Regions from separate parts of the Mus musculus genome. Here all the other regions are linked to region 2. The links are chromatin contacts, called in public promoter capture Hi-C maps. All regions are on one chromosome and are shown on one strand. The core of a region is the stretch at or near the end of the contact, and the rest is flanking DNA. Distances in the headings are between cores, read along the strand shown.

Region 1 (2,773 bases), core at 1-2,500, 220 kb after region 2:
TCCGGTGCTGGAAGAGAAACTGCTGAGCCAACTCTCCAGTCCCAAAGCTCAAACATAAGCTAAAGGGAAAGAAAGGTAGAATTTGTAGTAACTGATCTGTGACTTCCACCTATCTTTCCAAACAATAAAATTAACTAAATGAAAAGGCTAGGGTAGAGCGTGAAAACGATGAAAAAGGCGTAAATAAAACGTAGAGGATTATAACATGCTCCTTGAAGCTTTAACAGGCTCACCGATCTTTACAACCAGCTTACAGTGTATTCTTAGTCCTTTGGGGTCAAATTAACTGACTTCCTCATTCTCAAACCAAGAACTGTGGGCTCGGGGAATTGCTGAACGGCAGAAGGCTGGCCTAGCGTGCATGCACAAGGCCTAGCCGCCCCCCACGCCCATAAAACATGTACACAGAGAGGAAAACTTAGGTCTTGTTCTACCGTGCACCCGCTGTCTTATGCAAAACAATTTTAAATACGGTCAAATCAGCCATACAGAAATCCAAAACTAGACTAGAAGTTCACGAAAAATTCCACTAAGCTGTCAAAAAAAAAAAAAAAAAAGAACTACTCTCACAATGCATGCACTTATGTAAAAATGGAAGTCCACAGGTGAACGTGGTTGCAAAGACAAGCTACTACGTGGTACGGAATTGTTTTTAACAAAAAAAAAACCCAAAAAACAAAACAGAATGCTTCACTTGTGCCATACAGAACTGTGGGTACCTCTGGGTCCCCGGTGACGAACCCTGGAAGGTGGGAGGGGGCGACAGAGGCGGGGAAAGGACCGGCATGGCCAGTCAGCCCCGAGAGGGCGGCCTCCGGCCTCCCCGCCTCCCCGGCCGCGGGAACGCCCGCCCTGTCCCCTGCCGTCAGGGACGGAAGTAGAATGGCCGCGAAGCGGTGCAAGGATCCCCACGGGCAGCAAACCGCTCTGCCTAACGGGAAACCTGCACGGCCGCAGGCCCGGTCGCCCTTCCGGCCCGGAGTGCATTTCCCCGGGTCTAGGGCGGCCGCGCCTCGCTCCCCGGCCCCACAGGCCCTCGTGGCCATTCCCGCTGCGGGCTGCACCTACCTTCCCAGCCCGAGGCTGCGCGGGCGCCGCCAGTCACACAGGCCGAGGCCGCGCCGCCGCCGGCCCCCCCGCGCTCCTCCCGCCGCAGCGCTGGCGAGAACCTTTATTTGCGGGTCTCGCAGCCACAAAATGGCGCTGAGGGAGGAAAGCCGGCCCTGCCGCCGGCCCCGCCCCGCCCGGACTGCGCCCCGCCCCGAGCGCGCCGCGGAGACCCCGCCCGTGGCCCACTCACCCGAGACGCGCCTCTCGGGCGCCTCCTCGGTCACCGCGCCGGGCGCCTCTGGAGAGAAGGGGCGAGGGGCGGCCGGCTCGGCCCCGCTCGGGACCTCGGGGCGCGGAGAGGCAGCGGCACTACGCCGCCGCCGCACGGAGACAGTCCGCGGAAGCCCGCACCGGCCCCGTCGGGGCTCTGCAAGCTCAGCGGGGCTGGGAAGGGAAGCGGCCGGAGAGAAGGGCGGGCCCGCGAGGTCGGAGGTCACCCGCGAGGCATCTCGGGACGACGGCCGCTGCCGGACAAGCTCGGCGGGGCCACCTGCGGCTGCTGCGCGGCCTGGGCGGAGGAATCCGAGCCGACAAGCGCGTGATTGGCTCTTCCAGGCAGTCTCACAGCTCAGGATGCTTCCGCGCATCGTGCCGGAACGGGGAGACAGCGGCTTCATGCTTAAGCGCCCCTCGTTTTAAGTTGGGGGCGGGGGAGGGGGACTTAGAAGCCGTCGCCGTTCTTGGGGCCGCCGGCTTTGCCCCGGGGCGTCTTTGGGTTTGAGTCGAGGAGCCAGGAGGCTGCGCGTGTGGGCAGACTGGAAGCCCCGGGAAGGCAGCCGGGTGAGGGTTCTGGAGTACTCTAGCAAGAACAGCGGTGCTCGGCAGTCTCTTCAGCACTTCCCAGATGGGACAGTCATATTTAGGCTTAGTCGGTTTTATGAGCCCGGTTAATCCCCAGCGTAGGTGCCCTGCCTGAGATCATTTATAAGGATACAGTTACAGTAGAGACCAGATGCCACCACTAGGTAGTTTACATCGCAGGGTCCTTGGAAAACTAAAGAAAATGGAGAAGGACGTGAACAGATGGTTCACAGATCCTTAAAATATTCCATAGAAGGAGGATCAACTTTGTTTATAATGGAAATATACATTGAAATCCTGTTTCCTGGTGAGGATGCAGACATTAATAGTTATGTGTTACTTTGGAATGAGTCCTGGCTTGAGTGAATAAAGCAAGGTGTAGAAATACATATACACATATATGTAGGCACATATCGAGAAAATGGAAGAATATTGCAGAAACTTAATAGTTACTCAAAAGAGGGTAATGGCTGTAGGAGATAAAGGTAGAAACAGCAAGACTTGTGAGTTTTCAAAACTTATGAAACGAATAGGTAAAACAAGAAAATCCCTCCAGAGTCCAAAACAAATTGAAAGGAATCAATTCAAATTAAAATTGATAGCGGAACTGAAAGATACACAAAAGAAAGAATATAGCTGCAGTGTTTGAATTTCATGCTCTGGCTCTGTGCCTACAGAGGGCTCTGTCCTAGATACCTAAGAATCACTCAGTTTCACTAAGTGATTTGTAGTTATAACATTGTTGCTATGGTTTTGAAGTTACATATATTGTAGTACAAACATTTTAATGTTACTTTCTTCAAAGATTTCTAGTGTAAAAGATAATGAGATACAAATTCAAATACCAAAGAAGTTCAGAGAC
Region 2 (2,823 bases), core at 196-2,695:
ATCCAAAATTTTCTGTTCTAAATGTTCCCCCCTGGGCCTACTATTGTTTAAGGGGCACCCTTCCTCCATATCATGAAGTTACCGGGGCAGCAATCTATCTTTGGGCAGCTAATTGGTCTATAAGCCGCAGTGCAGCAGTGTCTCCCTCCAAATACTCTCCAAAATGAGAAATAGAATTCTGGTCAGCTCATTCTTACACTAACAAGTCCTACAAATTATTAACTCCAGGTGAGAGAACAAAACTCTCTGATACAAAGGACTAAAGAGCCTGGACTACCATTAGAAACATCAAGTTTGGCTCAGCCCCGTCTCATTCTGAGTCACTTTTGAAAGTCAAGGGTAAAGCTGGCTTCAAGATTCTCTTCCCGCTTCCTTCTTATCAAAGTTTTTAAAACAAGAAAAGATTTGGTTTCCCTTCACCCTAAAGAGCCCAGAGGAGGCCTGTCTCCAAACTAATGGTATTGGAAGTTCCCTAGGCCCACAAGTCTGTGTCCAACACCAACAAACTTCGACAGGACTGGAAATTATACAACCTTGGATCCCAGAGCAGAAGACTCCACTAGAATAATCTACTCTGGAGACAATGACATCATGTGAGCAACCACACAGGAAGCTAACTGAGAGACGTGAAGGGTAAAGTCTTGAAAGCCTACAGAGATGACCACCTCTCAACCCTTGTCAAAAGAAGAAAAAGCTTCAACCACTGACAAATGGCTACTTTAAATAAGGAAAACTGAGAGTTGCCACAGAAGGGGTCAATCTGCAGTTGAAACCACCACTACCCAACTCCAAGAGCATCGCGTGGGTTCGCACTCCCTGGAGACTGCACACTAGAGGGGACGCCTCCGAAGCCCCACGGCTGGAACTTCAATGGAAACGTGCAGCGGGACAAAAGCCCAGCCTTAGCTCTGCCCCCTGCAACTTCCGACGGACACACCGGGCCCCGGGAGTCGCACAAAGCCGCCCGACTTATGACAGCCACAAGTGGCCGGGCACGGGGGGCTCCGGGGGCCAGTGCCACGGCGGCGCGTCCTCCTGCGCCGCCGCGGCCACCACGCGGGCAACTTTCCCGCGGGGGCGGGGCGGGGCGGAGGTCTGCGTGTCCTCGGGGCTCCGCGCCCGCCACGCAAGACACCCACCTGCACAGGGCGTCCAAGTCGACGGCCTGGGCCTGCGCGGAGCCCGCGGCCGCCAGGAGCAGCAGCAGCAGGAGCGGCGGCAGGAGCGCGACGCGCGGCCCGGAGGGCACCGGTCCCAGCTGAACGGCCCGCATCGCGTGTGGCGTGGGGCTCACGGCGGCTGGCCGTTTGGAGCCGCGCCTGGGACACGGTCGCGCCACCACAGCGGAGTCGAAGCTGCAACGGGAGCTGGAGGGAGAAAGAGGAGAGAGAACTGGAGCCAGGGGGGAGTGCGACGAGGAGGCGCTCCGTGGCCGTCCCCGGAGCGTCACGTGACCTGAGTCGGCCCGCCCCCGCCCCGCCTCCTGCTCACGTGACGTCCTCGTTCAGGTGCTCTCCGCCCAGTCCCGGGTCACATGAGCATCGCACGCGCGCGGGACAGGAAGTGTTGCGGGCCGGGCACGAGCGCCAGGTACCTACTCGAGGCCTGACAACCCCAGGGTTGCTCACGCGCGGCGAGGGGTGACGCCTCAGAGCCAGACCTCAGTTTCCCCGTCCAGCACCCAGGTTGCGTCTGCGCTTGAGCGCTTCCTAACTCTCTCTTCTTCAACCGAGACCAGTACGGTGGCCGAGATGGAGTTAGGTGGAAAAGCCCAGGTTGATGTTTAGTGTTGCAAGTGGATGCAGGGTTAAGAGGTCAGTCTTTCTAGAATCCCGCGTGGGAGTTTCCGACTCATGCCCCGGAGAGCCTCACAGCAGCTCTGTGGAAATGTGACTTCCCAAGCAGGGCTTTCTACAGCAAGTTAGGTGACTGGTGGACTAATATGCAGTGTGCAGAGAAACCAAAATGTAACAAGCAAATGACAAACAAAAAAAAACTTTTAGCGTGAGATTGCTTACTATGTAGCTCAGGCTATACTGGAGTTCAGATCCCTCTACTTAAGCCTACCGAGTTCTAGGTTTAGAAGCGTGTACCACCACCTCTGTTACAAAGTTTTATTATTCTGTAAAGATAATATGCAGCATCCATATTACATAAGGCGGTAACCTAGTGAAAGTACAGTAAATGAGCCTTAGGAAATGGCTCAGACTGTAATGTGCCTGCGGGTCTGAGCTCAAGCCCCAGCACCCAACCCCTGGAACTTTGGTGGGGAGGCAGAGACGAGGGCATCTCCGATGTTTGCTGGCCAGCCAGGCTGGCTGAATGTGGCCAGGTCCGCTGTTATTACCAAGAAACCAAGAAGAGGTCACTGGGCAGGAAGACAATCTGGCTGTGACACCAGGATTGGTCAACTGATCTTACTAGCTAGGCAGATATTCCATTCCTTCACTCCACGTGCATCCCTCCAGGAGCTGCCTGCTGGATGGAAGAGGATGGCCTGTTCCTGATGAAGAAGGACCATTTGAGGGTCAGGGGTACAGGAGTAGTCCCTTGATAGAAGCTGGAGTTCATGTTTGTCCTCTCTAGTGTTAGAACTAATGCAGGCAAGTGTTGTCAGTGAGAAAACCGCTAAATGAAGAGTTAGCTGTGAACCAGAATGTAAACTTCCACTCAAAGTATCATCCCCAAAATACATTTTCTTTGGATGGCTTTGGAAATGGAGCACCCCATAAACCAAGCCTTTGGTGAAGTCTTGTGTCCCCAGGTGATGGCATTATTGAGAGGTGGTTGTATCACGAAGACTGTGACCTGATCAATGAAGTA
Region 3 (3,016 bases), core at 115-2,614, 170 kb after region 2:
ATTCCCATCACCCACACGGCAGCTCACAACCACAAACATCTATAACTCCAGGACCAGGGAAGACAATGCCTTCTTCTAGCTTCTGCTAGCACCAGGCAGGCAAGTGGTATATAGACATATATGCAGACAAAACACCCATTAAAAAAATACAGAATATTCAACTGGCACACATACAAATGGTCTCAGACAGAGTAAGAGCAGAACTTGGTATTGAATATTAACAATTTTCTCTACAGTTGATTCAAATGTGTGCTGAGGGAGCACAGGGCAGGGCAGGAGTGGGAACTCATGACCACATGCATGCTCACCACACACTTCACCACTGATCTATACACCCAGGCCCCAAACCAATCATCAACATCAGTAGTCACTGATCTCCAAGCCCAGCAGGAATCAGAGCTATGATGAAGCATTCTTAGACTCTCCTGCCTTTCTCCGGACAGTCCCCTGGAGTGAGGGACAGCTGATCTCCTGACAAAGTGGACCAGGGTAGAGCTGCTCTGCTGCAGCCCCACTCGCAGCTGTGGCACAGTGCCAGGCCCACACACTTTTATTGACTGTGTGACATGTTAGGGGTATGTGGAGGACTGTGAATACTTTGCTGTGCTTCTAACAATGCAAAGGCGATACAGTCCCGTGGTCTAAGATCACTCACCGAAAAGGCTTGTAAAGGAGCTGTGACTTCAGCCAGAGGAAGGAGGAGGGACAGAAAGAATCCTAGCAGAGAGAACTCCAAGCAAAGCAATGTATGGTGGTGGTGGTGTGTGTGCGCGCACACACACACATATAAATAAATGCTGTTTCTAGTGAACCAGATCTGTCCTGGGCTACTGAGGAGTTACCTGCCGTCAAGACATGTCCAAATATGACCTCGGACACCTCTTCTGGAGCCACCTTGGCCCTCTGCAGGACTTCTTTGATGACAGTTGTCCCCATTTCGTGGACAGGCACGGTGGACAGGGCACCATTGAAGGAGCCTACAATGGAATGGGGAAGAGGGAAGGAATCTGAACCAAGAGCACACTGAGGACCACCGAGGGGGAGGGTGGGGACTTTAAATCAGTGCTTTGCCAAGCCCAGGGCTGCCCAAATTCAGACCACTAGTATCTGCCACCACAGGGTGACAGATGAACCATCAGGCATGCAAGCAGGCAGTTGGCAGGGTTCTCTGTGCACCTGTAGGGTAGCAGGTGGGAAGCCTCCGCAACACTGACCTATGGCGGTACGGGCCGCCGAGACGATGACCACTGGGTCGGATCTTGTGTTCATCCTGTTGCTCTCCCCTGGCGTCTGCACAGCCCTGGCTGCAGCTGAAGCAAACTTTGCTAAATTCTGGCTGAGTTGGAGATGGAGCCTCAACGGCTCCGCCCCGCCCCGCCCCGCCCCGCCCTCCCCGCCCCGCCCCTGCTCAGCAGCTCCCCTGATCCCCACTCCTCCTCAGCTCAGGGATGGTGAAGAACAGGGTGTGCAAGGTCTAGGGGTCTTAGAGTGTGACATAGATAGAGACCTGGGGGTTCCGGGTGTTAGAGTGAGAGCGATCAGCGTTGGGGGAAGTCTCAAGCTGTGGACTTTGAACGCTTGCAACACAATCCCGGAATCTTTCTCTGTATCCCTTTTCTGTCTGTTTTTGTGTATTTTCGAAACAATGAGGGTGACTAAAAGTCTACCTCTGATGATTCAGCCGGGACTGGAATGCCCTGGCTATAATTCCCGAACACGCCAGAAGGAACAGGATACAGTGTCGGTCAATTCGCAGGAACTTTGAGATTTCTCCAAGTGTGCCTGGGCGCTGTAAACCCTAGTTCACTTGGTTGCTAAAAGTCGTGTTCTTGGCTAGAGGAGAACCCCAGGGGCCGAGGATGGAAGGTGATCTGAAGATCTTATTCATTAAAGGTCCCTTAGGGCCACAGATCACGGCTGTTTAAAACACCTGCAGCCAAAGTCAGAATTTGTCTGGACTTTCTAATTACCTCTACCTTGCTAGAAATCGGTCCTCCCACAAGCGGTCCAAATAATCCACAGAATGTGTGCAAGCAGAAGTTATTTCTGCAGAGGCCACGCAACTACTCTAAATCCTACAGGCTGGGGTGAGGCTGGGCTTTCAGACAGGAAGGGCCAGTGTGCTTCACTTCAGAGCTTGGCCACACACACAAACACACGCACCCATGCACGCACACAAGCGCATACATATATATGTGCATAAATACATGTATATATATTTTTCCAAAGGAAAAAATCTTACTAGATTTATTTTATGTATATCAGTGTTTTGAGTTTTTGTTTGCCTGCATACATGTATGTGCACCGTTTATGTTCCTAGTTCCCCAGGTAGGTCAGAAAAAGGCATTGGATTCCCTGGAATGGAGTTAGGATGATTCTGAGTCACTATGTGGGGGCTGGGAACTAACTCAGGTCCCAACAATTTAACTCTCTCTCTCTCTCTCTCTCTCTCTCTCTCTCTCTCTCTCTCAGACGTGATTTTATAATGTAGCCCTTAGCTGACCTATGCCACGATGTAGGTCAGGTTGGCCTGGAATTTAGGGATCTACCTGCTTTTACTCCCTGAATGCTGGGGTGAAAGCTGGGTGCCCCCATACCTGGCTTTAGCACCTGGCTTTAGCCTTACACTGTTATTACATAGTTGCCTAACTCAAGGCAAACTACAAGTGTAACTTTTGAAAGCAGATGTAACCTTGGGCACACACTATTATCTGAGAAAAAAAATGCTGAGCAGGAAGGTATTTCTGCCAGAACATGTCTTATCTAATTAAAGATGGAACACCCTTGGTCTCATTTAATCTTGTAATGTTCCATGTACATCTTCCTTTTGCAGACTCCCTCTGGCTATTCTCCCCACCCCCTGCCCCCTCCCTCACAGGCTGGCTGCCGGACGGACTCCCAGTGTTCTGAAAGGATAGCCATTCTGGTTTGCTTCTGCAGTTTCATGCGGTTTCCATTCCATTTCCCCCTTACACTCTGGCCACTCTTCAGCCCCCTTTGTGGGCTTACTCTGTCC

What was found. Promoter capture Hi-C pulls out the DNA fragments that hold promoters and counts their contacts. Capture Hi-C pulls out chosen DNA fragments and counts their contacts.
Region 1: a promoter capture Hi-C map of adipose tissue shows a contact between it and region 2. The contact joins the promoter of Wtap here to the promoter of Igf2r in region 2. A contact is called at or near these places in 6 of 39 promoter capture datasets (cranial neural crest, erythroid cells, fetal liver and 3 more), 3 of 484 Hi-C or Micro-C datasets (CD4 T cells and embryonic stem cells), 3 of 115 datasets of contacts at active chromatin or transcription factors (the 230-238 cell line, effector CD8 T cells and embryonic limb bud) and 3 of 9 other capture datasets (adipose tissue, liver and pancreatic islet).
Region 3: a contact with region 2 is called in a promoter capture Hi-C map of liver, with 1.9 times the contacts expected there. The contact joins the promoter of Acat3 here to the promoter of Igf2r in region 2. A contact is called at or near these places in 4 of 39 promoter capture datasets (cranial neural crest, liver and stem cell-derived epiblast-like cells), 2 of 115 datasets of contacts at active chromatin or transcription factors (bone marrow-derived macrophages and memory CD8 T cells) and 3 of 9 other capture datasets (adipose tissue, liver and pancreatic islet).

The regions. Positions count from the first base shown.
Region 1 is chr17:12,991,009-12,993,781 of GRCm38.p6, forward strand. Wtap (Wilms tumour 1-associating protein) reads right to left here and starts at 1,251. Exons shown (of 8, transcript NM_001113533.1): 1 at 1,069-1,251.
Region 2 is chr17:12,768,261-12,771,083 of GRCm38.p6, forward strand. It overlaps Igf2r (insulin-like growth factor 2 receptor), which reads right to left and starts at 1,446. Exons shown (of 48, transcript NM_010515.2): 1 at 1,140-1,446. The coding sequence starts at 1,273. All of the region lies in intron 1 of Airn (antisense Igf2r RNA), which reads left to right.
Region 3 is chr17:12,939,032-12,942,047 of GRCm38.p6, forward strand. It overlaps Acat3 (acetyl-Coenzyme A acetyltransferase 3), which reads right to left and starts at 1,365. Exons shown (of 9, transcript NM_153151.3): 1 at 1,215-1,365; 2 at 843-977. The coding sequence starts at 1,269. It also overlaps the pseudogene Gm20591.